2 separate regions of the Mus musculus genome follow, and region 2 is linked to region 1. A link is a contact called in public Hi-C data. All regions are on one chromosome and are shown on one strand. The core of a region is the stretch at or near the end of the contact, and the rest is flanking DNA. Distances in the headings are between cores, read along the strand shown.

Region 1 (6,190 bases), core at 1,839-4,338:
AAATGCTTAAGACAATTGGGGAAATGGTAAAATGTTTGTGACACCCTGGGTCCATTCTCATTATGCTTCTATTAACATCCAATATCTATGTATTAGCTCTACATACCTATGTATTAATCTATCTATGTATCTATGATTTAATGTGCCTAAGCTCAAGTGTCCAGCCCAGGGAATTCTCTCATGGCGAACAGTCACACAGCCACCACCCAGATCAAAATACAAAGTATTCACCCGGTGTGGTGATGGGTGCCTTTAAACCCAGCACTCGGGAGGCAGAGCCAGGCAGATCTCTGAGTATGAGGCCAGCCTGGTCTACAGAGAAAGAGGACTACATAGTGAGAACCTGTCTCAAATAACAACAACAACAGAATATAAAATAGTTGCACATCCCAGTGCCTCAAAACAGGAATGTCCTCTCCCACACCACAGCTCTACCATCACCAACACAGACACACACAGACACACACGGACACACACAGACACACACACACAGACACACACACACACACACACAGAGTCAAAAGTAGCCACAGCGATTCGTAGTTCTTACAAAGTGCTATTATCTGCCCTTGAACTTCACGTAAATGGAATTGTACAGGATGTGGTTTCTGTTTTTGCCCGATGCCTTGACTCAGCCTCGTACCTGTGAGATGCATCCGTCCTGTTGTAGACACTTAGAGCAATTCTTTTTCATTACTGCATAGAATTTCAGTGTAGAAATAAAAGTGTGCATTGGGAGTTGGGGGTGTAGCAGAACAGTAAATGACTTGCTTAGCATGTTCAACCTCTAGCCTCACCAAAACCAAAACCAAACAACAACAACAACAAAAACAAAGAAAAGAGAAAAGAAAGAAATAGAACCGACTGTGTATATCACGAGTTAATTGCTCCATGTCTTATTGGACATTGTGTTGCTTAGAGTTGTTGCTATTTTTTTTCCCTCAGTGTTGAGAATTGCGCTAAGGGCCCTGCCACTGAGCTACATCCACAAACCCCTCCTCCATTTTGTTTTGGAGGATAGGGTCTCCCTTAGCTCAGGCTATCCGTCCTCCAGATCTCAAGTGCTGAGGGCCTGCAGCATCACATCCAGGGTTGGCCATTATTAGCAAAGCCGCTGAAAATACCCATGTATCTGTTGTCTGAGGAATCCATTAACATTATTTTCAGACACATACTTGACTTTTAAACGCAACAGCAGAGCACTTTCCACCTCTTCCTGTGGACTGCTCCATGCTGGGCTGAGATTACTCCATAGCTTGTGGGAGAAGAGAGCAGCCTCAGGCCTCGCCTCTGGCCCCCTGCTGATCCTCGGCGTCCCCAACCACAGCCTTGCGTCTCCATGTTGAGGTCCCTGTCTGGAAGCTGCAGCAGAGGATACAGAGAGGTTTGGGTTTTGTCTTTTTTTTTTTTTTTTTTTTTTAAATACTGCTAGGCTATTTCGAGGGTTAGAACTGATTATCCTGACAGAATTGGGATCAGCTATGAGTTGGGCCCCTGGGCACACCTGTAGGGAATTATCTTGGTTTTATGAATCGATATAGAAAGAGCTATCTTCATTTCGAGAGGGACCCTTCCCTGGGTAGGGAGTCTTGGACTGTGACATTAGGGATTCGGAAGAGCTGAGCACACATGCATCCGGCACTTGCTTCTAGCTGCTGATGCTTTGTGGTCAAGATGCTTCAGGCTCTTGATGTCCAGACTTGCCCACCATGATGGGCTGTGACCAGGAAGGGTGAGCTCCCTATCACTGGAACAGGAGAAGAAATGAAGAAGCTGGCATTTTAGATGTGAAACCGTTTATCCTGCAGATTGAAGACTCGGCCTTGGGAAGGCTGGTGGCTCTGAGTCCAAACTGTGGTTCCTCTGCCTGCCCGTTCTTTGGGCTTCAGCAGTTGAAGCTCTCTGAGGCTACATTTCCTTACCTCGGAATCTGGGAAGAGTACAGCTTACCTCGGGGGCACTGTCAGAATAGCCTAACAGACATAAATCACACAGCATAGCATGCCACACCTGCAACCGTGTTGGTTTTTCCTTGTTTGTTTTCTGCCCAAGGTCGCACAGCTAGCAAGCAGAGACACTCTGGAAACAGCTTTTGAAAGGAGGGGTTCAGGGGGAAAATACAAACCACATTACTCAGTGCCAGATTAGGGTCTGTGACAATGACTTTGCGTCTCTATACCCGTGCCACATCCTCGTACTTAACATACAGCTGGACAACAATCAATGTGTGTTCAATGAGTGAGTACAAGAAGGAACAGACACGCAGAAGGGCTCCCACCCAAAACTGCCTTTAGGAACCTTGTTTCAGAAGACTCAGTGGATCAGAGACTCTAGTGGTTAAAGGGGCTTGCTGCCAACCCTCATGACCGGAGTTCAATACTCAGGGTCCACATGGTGGAAGGAGAGAACCAATTCTCAGGGTCCACATGGTGGAAGGAGAGAACCAATTCTCATATGTTCTCTAACCTACACACACATACACACATACACACACACACACACACACACACACAAATGCAAAACAACTGGACAAACAAGCAAGACCCCAAACTTATTTCAGGCTGACATCCAGGTATAATTCCCTGGGATGGAGAAGCTTGCCAATAACCCCCCAGTGGGTGTTATTTTCTGGGATGGAAAAGGTGTTATCTGCCTCATATCTGATGAAACAGGTCACAGATTGGCATCAGGGAGCAGGGAGAAGGTAACTGGCCACCTTGAGTACAAGCTGGTCCTAGTGACTTGTGCCTAAAGGAGATCTGGGGTGGATGTGGAATAACAGACAGGAGCTGTTGCCAGAATGTACACCTCAGGCCCCTGCCACCTCCCTTCCTCTGTTGCCAGGAAAGCCCAAGTTTGTGGGGACTGCCTTGAAACCAGGCCAGGAAACAGTCTGGAGTTTCTTCCTGCCTCCTGGAGACGGGGTTTCTTCTGCAGCTCTCTCCTGTCTGGGGGTGACTCATCAGTTGTGGTGTCCTCCATAGCAGAAGAGGGTTCCAGAGAAGAGGGGCCGCCCGGGGCATATCCATCTGCTGAACAGCCAGTGCTGGCAGTAAGGCCTCTGGGCTGTTTCAATTGTGACCACAGGGGGGCGAGAGGGAGCCAGGCCCAGCGGCCCGGCCATCTGGATGTTCCTAAGCTGGGAAGAGCCCTGGACTAAGCCTGCGGAGGCGGTGCTGATGCTTCTTGGGCCTCCCAGGAGCTCTGGGCCTCCACTAAATCTGAAATAAACTCTGCCTAAAATCAGGACTAGAATCTCTCATTTACAGAGAGATTCCTAAATCAGGGGAGCGTACTTGCTCGATCTATCTACTATTGATCTCCTGAAAGCCTTAAGTCAGCTTCTTCCCTTATCATCAGGTCAGTCAGGGACTGAAGACTGTAGCTACGGTGATTAAGGCTTTGCCTAGCATGCACGAAGCCCAGGGTTCCAGCCCAAGCACTAGCTAAGCTGGGTGCGGTTAGTACACATGCTTGGATATGCTCACAACCTGCATTTTATATGTACATATATTTGAGGCAGGGGTATCTTTTTTATTTATTTATTTATTTATTTGATTACTCGGACTTTGTTTTGCTTTCTTGTTTGTTTGTTTGTTTAGATGGATTCAAATAGCCCAGGCTGGCCTCCATGGGCTTTGTGCCTGGGGGTGGCTTTGAACTTCTCATCCTCCTACTTTGACTTCCTCAGTGCTGGGGTTACAGGTGTGTGCCACCATACCTGATTTAAGGGATGCTGAAATGTGCTAGGCAGGCTTGCTAACCTTGCTTGTGTCTGTCCCTCACCTGGATCATAGCCCACGGTCATATCAGAGCTGTCCCCATGTGAGGTCAGAGGTCGACACAGGCTCTCCACAGCCTTTGGTGCTTCGCCTTGACTTGTCAATAATCTCCATCACACCTCAAAGTAGATGATACTGAGCCTCAGAGATATCGATCGAAGAATCCAAAGCCACACAGCTAGAAGAGTGTGGTGTGTGCTCCAGAGAACATAGCCCCTCCATTTCCCACACCCAGTAAGACCCCCGCTCCCACCTCCCATCACAGCCATCTGCTTGCAGCAAGCAACTTGACCTCTGTCCCCCACCCCTCCTTCAGACTGGGGGACTTCCCAGGGAGAACAGAGTCTTGCCTAATTGCAAAGGCTTAAGCGTACAAGCCTTTGCTTGAAAGTGATTGAGGCTTAACTCCAGGAACCAAGTCCAGCACGATTTACTCTGAGTATCTGTTAATCCCTCTGCCTGGCCTAGAGAGTGCTACCTGGAGTGATACCCAAGGCTATGTGTGAACATGTCCGTCCCCCCACCCCCAGCTCCTCTCCTCCTTGACCTCTGCACTCCCACCCCCAAGCCCAGTCCCTTTCTGGGACTGCAATATGTGTTCACCAAGACTGTCTCGAGGGCTGGTGAGATGGCTCAGTGGGTTAGAGCACCCGACTGCTCTTCCGAAGGTCCAGAGTTCAAATCCCAGCAACCACATGGTGGCTCACAACCATCCGTAACGAGATCTGACTCCCTCTTCTGGAGTGTCTGAAGACAGCTACAATGTACTTACATATAATAAATAAATAAATCTTTAAAAAAAAAAAAAAAAAAATCCAAAATTTAAAAAAAAAAAAAAAAAAAAGACTGTCTCGAAAGAAGGAACACCAGTCCAGATGTCACGGCTGACACCTTGGGATTTGACGGCCTCTCAAACTCTCTCAGGAGTCTCCATCACTTAGGGCCTGGCTCAGACTGTGTTGCGCTTGACCTCAGGGTTCCCTTTATCTGCAGCTCCAACGGTGTTCTAACTTACCTGATAGATCCTTGTCCTTCTGATTTGGGGTTCTCAGAAGGGAGTTTTGCTGATGCTCTGGGCTCTGGTGCCCACTCTGCAGAGACACCTCAAGCGGCTCCCTGGTATTCTCTATGGCGAAGGCTGCTCCTGTTGCCTGTCTTCTTTTTACTTTTATTTATTTTTGAGACAGAATGACTATGTAGCCCAGGCTGAGCTCCAACTTGTGTCAATCCTCCTGACTCAGCATTCCAATCCTGGCTTGGGTTGCAAGTATGGGTTACTGTATCTCATCTGTGGCAGCTCTTCTGCAACAACCGAATCTATGATTCTCTGATGCTCATCTCTGCACATGGCCATGTAGAATGTGTGTGTGTTGTATACATATGTGTACATGTCTACCTATGTTTTCCAGTACATGCATGTCTGGAGACCAGAGCTCTACCTCTGGTATCGCTATTGGTTTCCACACCTTTTGTGGGGATACGTTCTTGTTGGTTTATTTTGAGACAGTGCTGCTCTGTGTAGTTCTGGCTGCCTTGAAACTCACTCTGTAGACCAGGTTGGCCTTGAACTCACAAAGCTCTGCCTTTCTTTGCTTCTCAAATGCTGGCAATAAAGGCATGTGTCACCACCTTGGGCTCCACATTAGCTTCTTAATTTATTTTTTATTTCACGTGCACTGGTGTTTTGTCTACATGTGTATCTGTGTGAGGGTGTCAGATCTTCCTAGAAATGGAGTTCCAAATAGTTTTGAGCCACCATGTGGGTGCTGGAATTTCAACTCAGGACCTCTGGAAGAGCAGCCAGTGCTCTTAATCACTGAGCCATCTCTTCACCATTACCATCATCACCCTGTTAGTTTTTTTTTTAAAGATTTATTTATTTATTATATGTAAGTACACTGTAGCTGTCTTCAGACACTCCAGAAGAGGGAGTCAGTTCTCGTTACAGATGGTTGTGAGCCACCATGTGGTTGCTGGCATTTGAACTCCAGACCTTTGGAAGAGCAGTCAGGTGCGCTTACCCACTGAGCCATCTCACCAGGCCCCTGTTAGTTTTAAGGTACAGTTTTTACTGGATCTGCCTGAATGGCTGGTGGCTGGCCCTGGGATTACAGGCTTGTCGACATGCCTGGCTTTTACGTGGATGCTAGGGATCCAGACTCAGCTCTCCGTGCTTGCCACAGCATCATTTCAGCCCCTGAGCCGAATCCCCAACCTTGTGCCTCTTTTATTCAGCCACCTGGTCTACATGTATGATGGGTGGAGCCTTAGCCATTATTTTGGACACAGAACAAGGACATACTATAGGGCTAGCGGAGCAGTGAATCCCGAGGACTTAATATTTCAGATCTGTCATACCAGTCCAGATGGCTCATCTCTGGCCTTTCATATAAGTGGATATAGATAAT
Region 2 (6,190 bases), core at 2,723-5,222, 410 kb after region 1:
TCTGCACTGAGCCATGCTGTCAGCCTTTGGAGGTTCTTCTGCAGTCTGGCTGCCCACTCCACCTCAGGTCCTTTGTGACCTTCTCTTCCTTCATTTGCCCAGTGGTCATCCTCTAGCATTCATCCCACGTCCACTCTTGTCTCAGCAAGGCCATTAGGGCTGGTTCAGCTCCAACATCAACAGAAAGGTAGATTCAGATTTGTTACAGCTCGTGGTGATGTAAACACAACATCTAATAAATTATTCTTTAAGACTGCTCTGTGCCCAGTCAGGCCAGCCCCACACATGGATTGTCTACTTACGCCTCCCTGCAGCCCTATGACATAAACACCAATTCACTTGCCCTACAATGCCCCATGACACAGGACTACCAGACGTCAGTACAGCCACAGCTCCAAGCACAGCATCTGCTCAGTCCCTTCCCAGATCAGGCTGTTATACTCTCCTTTCACAAAATCTCCTCAGTCCCTTTCCTTCCATGACATATATCTCAACTGGTTTTTATGTACCTCAGCCTTTCACTATATCTGCCTCCTTCAGTGGACATTCATGAAGACAGGGGCATTTATTCTGGTATCATGACATGTCAGAAATATGTTTACAGAAATTAAGTAATTTGAAAGAAAAAAAAAAAGGAAGTTTTTTCTTCTAGAATGTTTTAATCCTAACAGCACCAACATCTCTCTACTACTGTCCCGAGGTCCATCTTCCTCTCCCATGTCATGGATGTCTCAGCCAGGGCCACCACCATGTAGTCAGGGTTACAGCTACAATCCTCAGGCAACTTTCATTTCTTTTTCATTCCCTGTTTTTTAAAGGGGGGGGGGGGAGGCTTGTTTGTTTGGGTTTTGGGCTTGTTTTCTTATGAAACAGCACCTCATATAAGGCAGCTTGGCCTCGAGCTTCCCACGCAGTCAAGGGTAACTCTGAACACCTCATCTTCCTGCTTCTATCTCCTAGGGCCTGGGATCACAGCATGTGCCACCAGGCCCAGCTCTACAATAGGCTTCTACATTCTAAAGCCATGCCCCATGTCACATTTCTACTGTCCTTTAATCACCCCTTGCCTACTGTAAGAACCTCCCTAACTCCCACTCTACAATGTACCACACATGCTACTGAGCCATCTCTGCAAGAGGAAGGGAATCATCACTGTATAAGGAGAAGGGATCAACCCTGATAGAGAGGCAAGAGTTAGAAGCCTACAGCATAGTTCACGCTGCCTCATCTACTGCCTGGGCTCCAGGTGAGCAGTGCTAGAGATCACTCCCCAAAGGCGGCATCCTCGGAACCTAAGGAACATCGGCGTTGGGGCTGTGTAAATACAGGGTAAGTAGGAGGGGATCACAGAAACACCCTGGATGGACAAAGAACGGTCTTTACAGAAGAGATTCCAAGTGTAAACGCTGAGTGTGAGCAGTATGAGTGGGAGCAATCTGCACAGGAGGCTGGAGTCTGCTGCTGCCCACGTGTCCAGTGTGTGGCTGAGCATAGACCAATACAGAGTGCAGAGACCATGAAGCCCCACGGCTCAGTTGAAGCTACAATACTGTTCCAGGGTTTCATGGTGAAATCAAAAGTGACTGATAGACTATAAGTACCTCAGTATATGGCACAGAGGAAGTGTTCAAAACATTAACTTTATATAATCTCTTCAAGAGAATCCCAAGGAAGATCTGCTTTGTAAATTGACTCAATATATTGGAAATTGTAATGAGAATTTTTGTAGTTGTTGTTGGTGCTGTGTGTGTGTGTGTGCTTGTGTGTGTGAGCTATTTCTTGTGATTGTGGTTGTTTTGAGCCAGCATCTCTTGTAACTCAGGCTGGTCTTGAAATTGCTATTTAACCAAGGATGACCCTGAACTTCCAATCTCCATTCCTTCAATCTTAGTGCCAGGCCTAGGACAATGTTCTTTCTTGTGGGTAATATACTCAGTAAACAAAAAAGTTTAATTTCTATGAATAAGCAATAAGTGATATGACAAGTAAGCTAAGGAAATCAATTCCACTTATAACAGAGGAAAGAACAGTGGTCTGAGGATGCAGTTTGGTGTAAAGCACGTGCCTAGCTTGTGTGCAGCTCTGAGTTCCATCACCAGCACAACAGACAAGGTAAACCACGTAGGAATATAGTCCACAAAAGCAGGAGACATGACAGCAACAGAGATCACTGAGGGGGGCTTAGGAGAGACTTCTCCACCACTGGTGGAAGGACAACTAACCACGGTCATACAGAATGGATGCATTCAAACTCCTGCTTCACACATTTGCAAAATTATCTCAAAATGGAGGAGATATTAGGTCTAAGGTCTAACCTCTCAGAAAACGTAAGTGTCTGCTTTCATGAGCTTGGCTCAGGCAAGAGCTACTCCGATATGAAAAGGGGATGAACTAGGCTTCATCAAAACGAGAATGTTTGAGGGAGAATGGATACTGCAGTGAAGTAGATGCTTAGCATACACAAGCCCCCTCCCCCACACACACCAGAGCAAGTGTGTTAGGAACATAAAGAGACACTCCACACAATGCGAGAAAAATCTTTTTAAATGACAGAAATAAGGATCTAGAACCCATATTATATAGAGGTTTAAAACCCAATGGCTAAAATAAAAAAAAAAACAAAACAGCATAATCATATGTTGGCCAAGTAAACAAAAATGACTCCATTTAAAAATAAACAAAGGAGCTGAGTAAGACATCTTCCCAGAGATGACGTACACTTTCAACATCAGCAGGAAGAGGTACGCCACACACAGCACTGCTCTCCAGGAGGAGCCAATCAAGAGCACGGAGTGTCCATGAGCATGAGGACAACCACTGACAGTGTGTTACAGCAGGCGGCTCCGAGGCTCCCCATGAAAAACATTATAGCCGCTCCTCAGAGAGGTCAGCACTGAGCTGCTACAGCTACAGCCACGACAGTAACCTAGAAAGCTCTACACATGCATCTACACAGACACTGGACATGGGTGGTTCCTGCAGCTATTTCAGAAAAGCTCAAAGATTCCATTCCAAGAACCACCTAACCGGCTGACAGGCCTCCTCCTACCACTGCTGACCCTGCGGTACACCGTTATGTCACAGGCGAGAGGGAAGTGCTGCTACTCATCACAGCACAGCCAAAGCTCGAGAACATTTCAAAAAGTAAAATAAGAAAAGACCTTTGGTGTGTAAAGCATATCTCATTTTTAAAAGTGTATCTAGAAAATTAGTAACAAAATAAAGCCATTCATTTAGATTACTGACCCATTTTCTCCCAGCCCCCTCAATCCTGGGTCTTTAATATCTTAGTACACCGTTACACCAAAGTGTGTAAACTGAGCAGGTGAAGGAACAGAACACATGGATGTGATCTTATCCAGCTCAGTCTGAAATAAAGGTGCATTCACTGCTGACAGCTGATCCAGGACAATAAAAGTCAGACTGTAAAGACAGAAAGCCGCAGAGCAGAGCGAGTGAGGAAAAACCCATCCCAGGCTACCAAATACACAGACCTGTCAGCCTGGCATGCATTGAGATCTTACTCTGCCAAACGCAAATTCAAAATAAATATCAGGAATCTAGACAGAGGGAAGCTCAAACAAGCAAAATCATTTCTAGTTGTTAATGCAGATGAGAGAAAATAAACAGATGTGTTTTGTTCTGGGCTTGTTATTATCAAATTGGCACAGGCTGGAAGGCAGGGACACAGGAAGAGCACTGGGGGGGGGGCATGAAATGATGGGGTTCAGCTCACACCTCTATTTCAGGGATATTCAGAAATTACTTCACGGATAGAGGTCAGACCTTCTAGTGTTTGTCAATTCATGCTGCAAGAATGAGGCAAGAAGCTCAGCTGCGACTGCTTGGACCCTCAGTGCTTCCTGCCCAGGGATACAAAGGGATCCTTGGCTCTTCCACACACTGAAGGAGTCAGTCACAATGTACGCATCTCCAAACCAGACAGAAACTGCCTTCTGCTCCTGGCTCAGTTCTAGGATATACTGTGATGCTGGCTTCTGTCCAGAGTGTGCTGAGGAAGGACCTCTGGTGCCTCCACAGCTAACCTGGGCAGGACCGAAGCTGCATGCATCTCTCTCACTTTCAACCTTTTACAGAAAACAGAAGCTCTGTAACTGAAGATAATTTGGAAATTGGCATGAGAATTTAAAAAAAATAAATCCAATTGGACAATTATTGTAAGGCTCCTGCCAACTTTTGGTTCCTTGCCACAGAGAGTAATGATTCCTGCCAGTCACTAGGAAAAGAATAGCTTCTAGAAAAGCCAAGTTTTGATGAAAAAAAAAAAAAAAAAAACCCAGTAACCCTGCATCAGCACATAGCAACTTGTAGGGAGCTGGGGCTCTGCAAATCAGATTCAAATTCAGGAACTTAATTTTTGCTTCTGCAAAGGAGTTCCAGGCTGGGAACAGAGCTCGATGGTAGAATGTTGCCTAGAGTGTGTGAGGCCCTAAGTTCACCTCTCAGAGTAATAAGCAAGCAAACAAACCAACAAACCAATGCGAAGTTCCTGGCAAAGAATAATTATCATATGGCCTTTGCGGTGCAGACCATGGATAGATAACACGTGCTTCAAGGGCAACGCAAAGACCTCAAGTTATTCTGTCCAAGTTTATTCTGTAATGTTGAAAAGCAAAAGAAACAAACCCAAGCCAATACAGGCAGAAAGTAGCCATAGCCCCCATATGTTTCCACATTAAAGAACTAAACAAATTGGGTGTGGTAGCACTCACCTCTAACCCCAAGACTATGAAAGCAGAGGCCAAGAAAGCAAAGTTCAATTCAGCACCTAGGACAGTTCCCCAAATGCCCAGTGAGCTGAGACATTACACTCTGAACACTTTGAGAGAGTAAGCTTTATGAAGGTGGGAGGGAATTGGGAATCAACAGAAGCCTGTAGACTGTCTCTGTAAGAGGATCATTTTTGTTTGTTTGCAACAGAGTTTCTCTGTGTAGCCCTGACTGTCCTGGAAGTCACTGTAGATTCAATTGCCCTGGGTGTTAGGATCCAGGCATGCACCACCCCTGCCCCACTGTTAGAGGATCTCAAGAGGCATGTGCTAGAAAGCTGCTCACACCAAGTGGGCCTCCAAACTGAAACCTCAGCCAAGCAAGCTGGTCCACAGGCGCCTGTGAAGGACAGGGCCAGTGAGGGAGGGGTACCTAGCACCTTGTCTCAAAAAGCGAGACTACATGCTCTCAGTTAACCATGAAGAGCAGCAGCCAAGCTTTAAAAAAAAAAAAAAATCTCTGAATTGTACCACCATCACCAAAGTTTCAGCAAGGCACACAACCACAGTATACAGAACACACAGTACCATCCTCTTGTGTTTCCTGTCAGGATTGATGCTCAGGAAGAGTTATTAACTAGTGGATTTTGTTTTCACCATGATAGGGAATTGGCACTCCCAGTCACAGAGAGTTCATGGCAGCGAAGGACTGAGCCATCACTCTGATACCCTCACATAGGGTTAGGAATGGACAGACTGCTCAATGTCAAATGAGAGAGTGCTCTAAGGAAGTTCTATGTGTATTACAGCATCCAGAGCCAGTGTCTGCCCTGATGCCTTATCAATATCCGATAGGACTGACAGTGTACCACCTCATTAAGTGACTCATCCCCAAAGTAGTCACACCATTAATAAGAGGTAGAGTTAGGTCCAAAATGGAAGTTTTCATTGAAAGCGCATCCCTCTTCTGAGCACTTTTGTTAATGAACACACCCACAGAGGCAGAGGACACAAACAGAAACACATGGGAGAAAACTGACGAAAGGTAAGTGTTGGGGTGATTCCCTCAGTGGGTAAGAAAACACTTGCTGTGTACGCTTGATGACCTGAAACCTAGCCTTGGGAGGGAAGTCAGAGACAGATCTCAGGACATTCCTGCCCAGCCAACTCAGCTGAAATTACAGGGTTCCAGTCCACCGAGAGAGCCTGTCTCAAGACAGTAAGGCAGTCAGTGATAGCAGAAGGCACTTCATATCATCTTATGGCATTCACAGTGGCACAAGTGCTCACAGGCACTCGTGTGTACACATCACACACACACACTTTACATGCGTGTGCTGCAGAGGCACGTTGTGGTCTGGTCCTCATTCACACTGGCAATGTCCTTGCTCCCTTCAGTAAGGAACTCTGCAGGTGAGCATTTCACAAAAGATTTTAATTTTATTTTTCATCAAATCTGG

Evidence for each region. A called contact is a pair of places that touch in the nucleus more often than the background predicts.
Region 2: a contact with region 1 is called in a Hi-C map of cerebellum, with 1.8 times the contacts expected there. The contact joins two enhancer-like sites. A contact is called at or near these places in 1 of 39 promoter capture datasets (cranial neural crest), 1 of 484 Hi-C or Micro-C datasets (cerebellum), 1 of 115 datasets of contacts at active chromatin or transcription factors (embryonic stem cells) and 2 of 9 other capture datasets (embryonic tail and embryonic trunk).

Annotation. Positions count from the first base shown.
Region 1 is chr17:29,972,858-29,979,047 of GRCm38.p6, forward strand. No RefSeq gene overlaps it. Among named protein-coding and RNA genes, the nearest start is that of Zfand3, 29 kb to the right of the region's middle. Within about 2 kb of position 3,089, at least 49 of the 459 cell types and tissues checked have an H3K27ac peak or open chromatin away from gene starts, as enhancers often do. A contact at or near this core is called in cerebellum, where this site is marked.
Region 2 is chr17:30,385,094-30,391,283 of GRCm38.p6, forward strand. The region is part of intron 6 of Btbd9 (BTB (POZ) domain containing 9); the gene reads right to left. Among named protein-coding and RNA genes, the nearest start is that of Btbd9, 190 kb to the right of the region's middle. Within about 2 kb of position 3,973, at least 17 of the 459 cell types and tissues checked have an H3K27ac peak or open chromatin away from gene starts, as enhancers often do. A contact at or near this core is called in cerebellum, where this site is marked.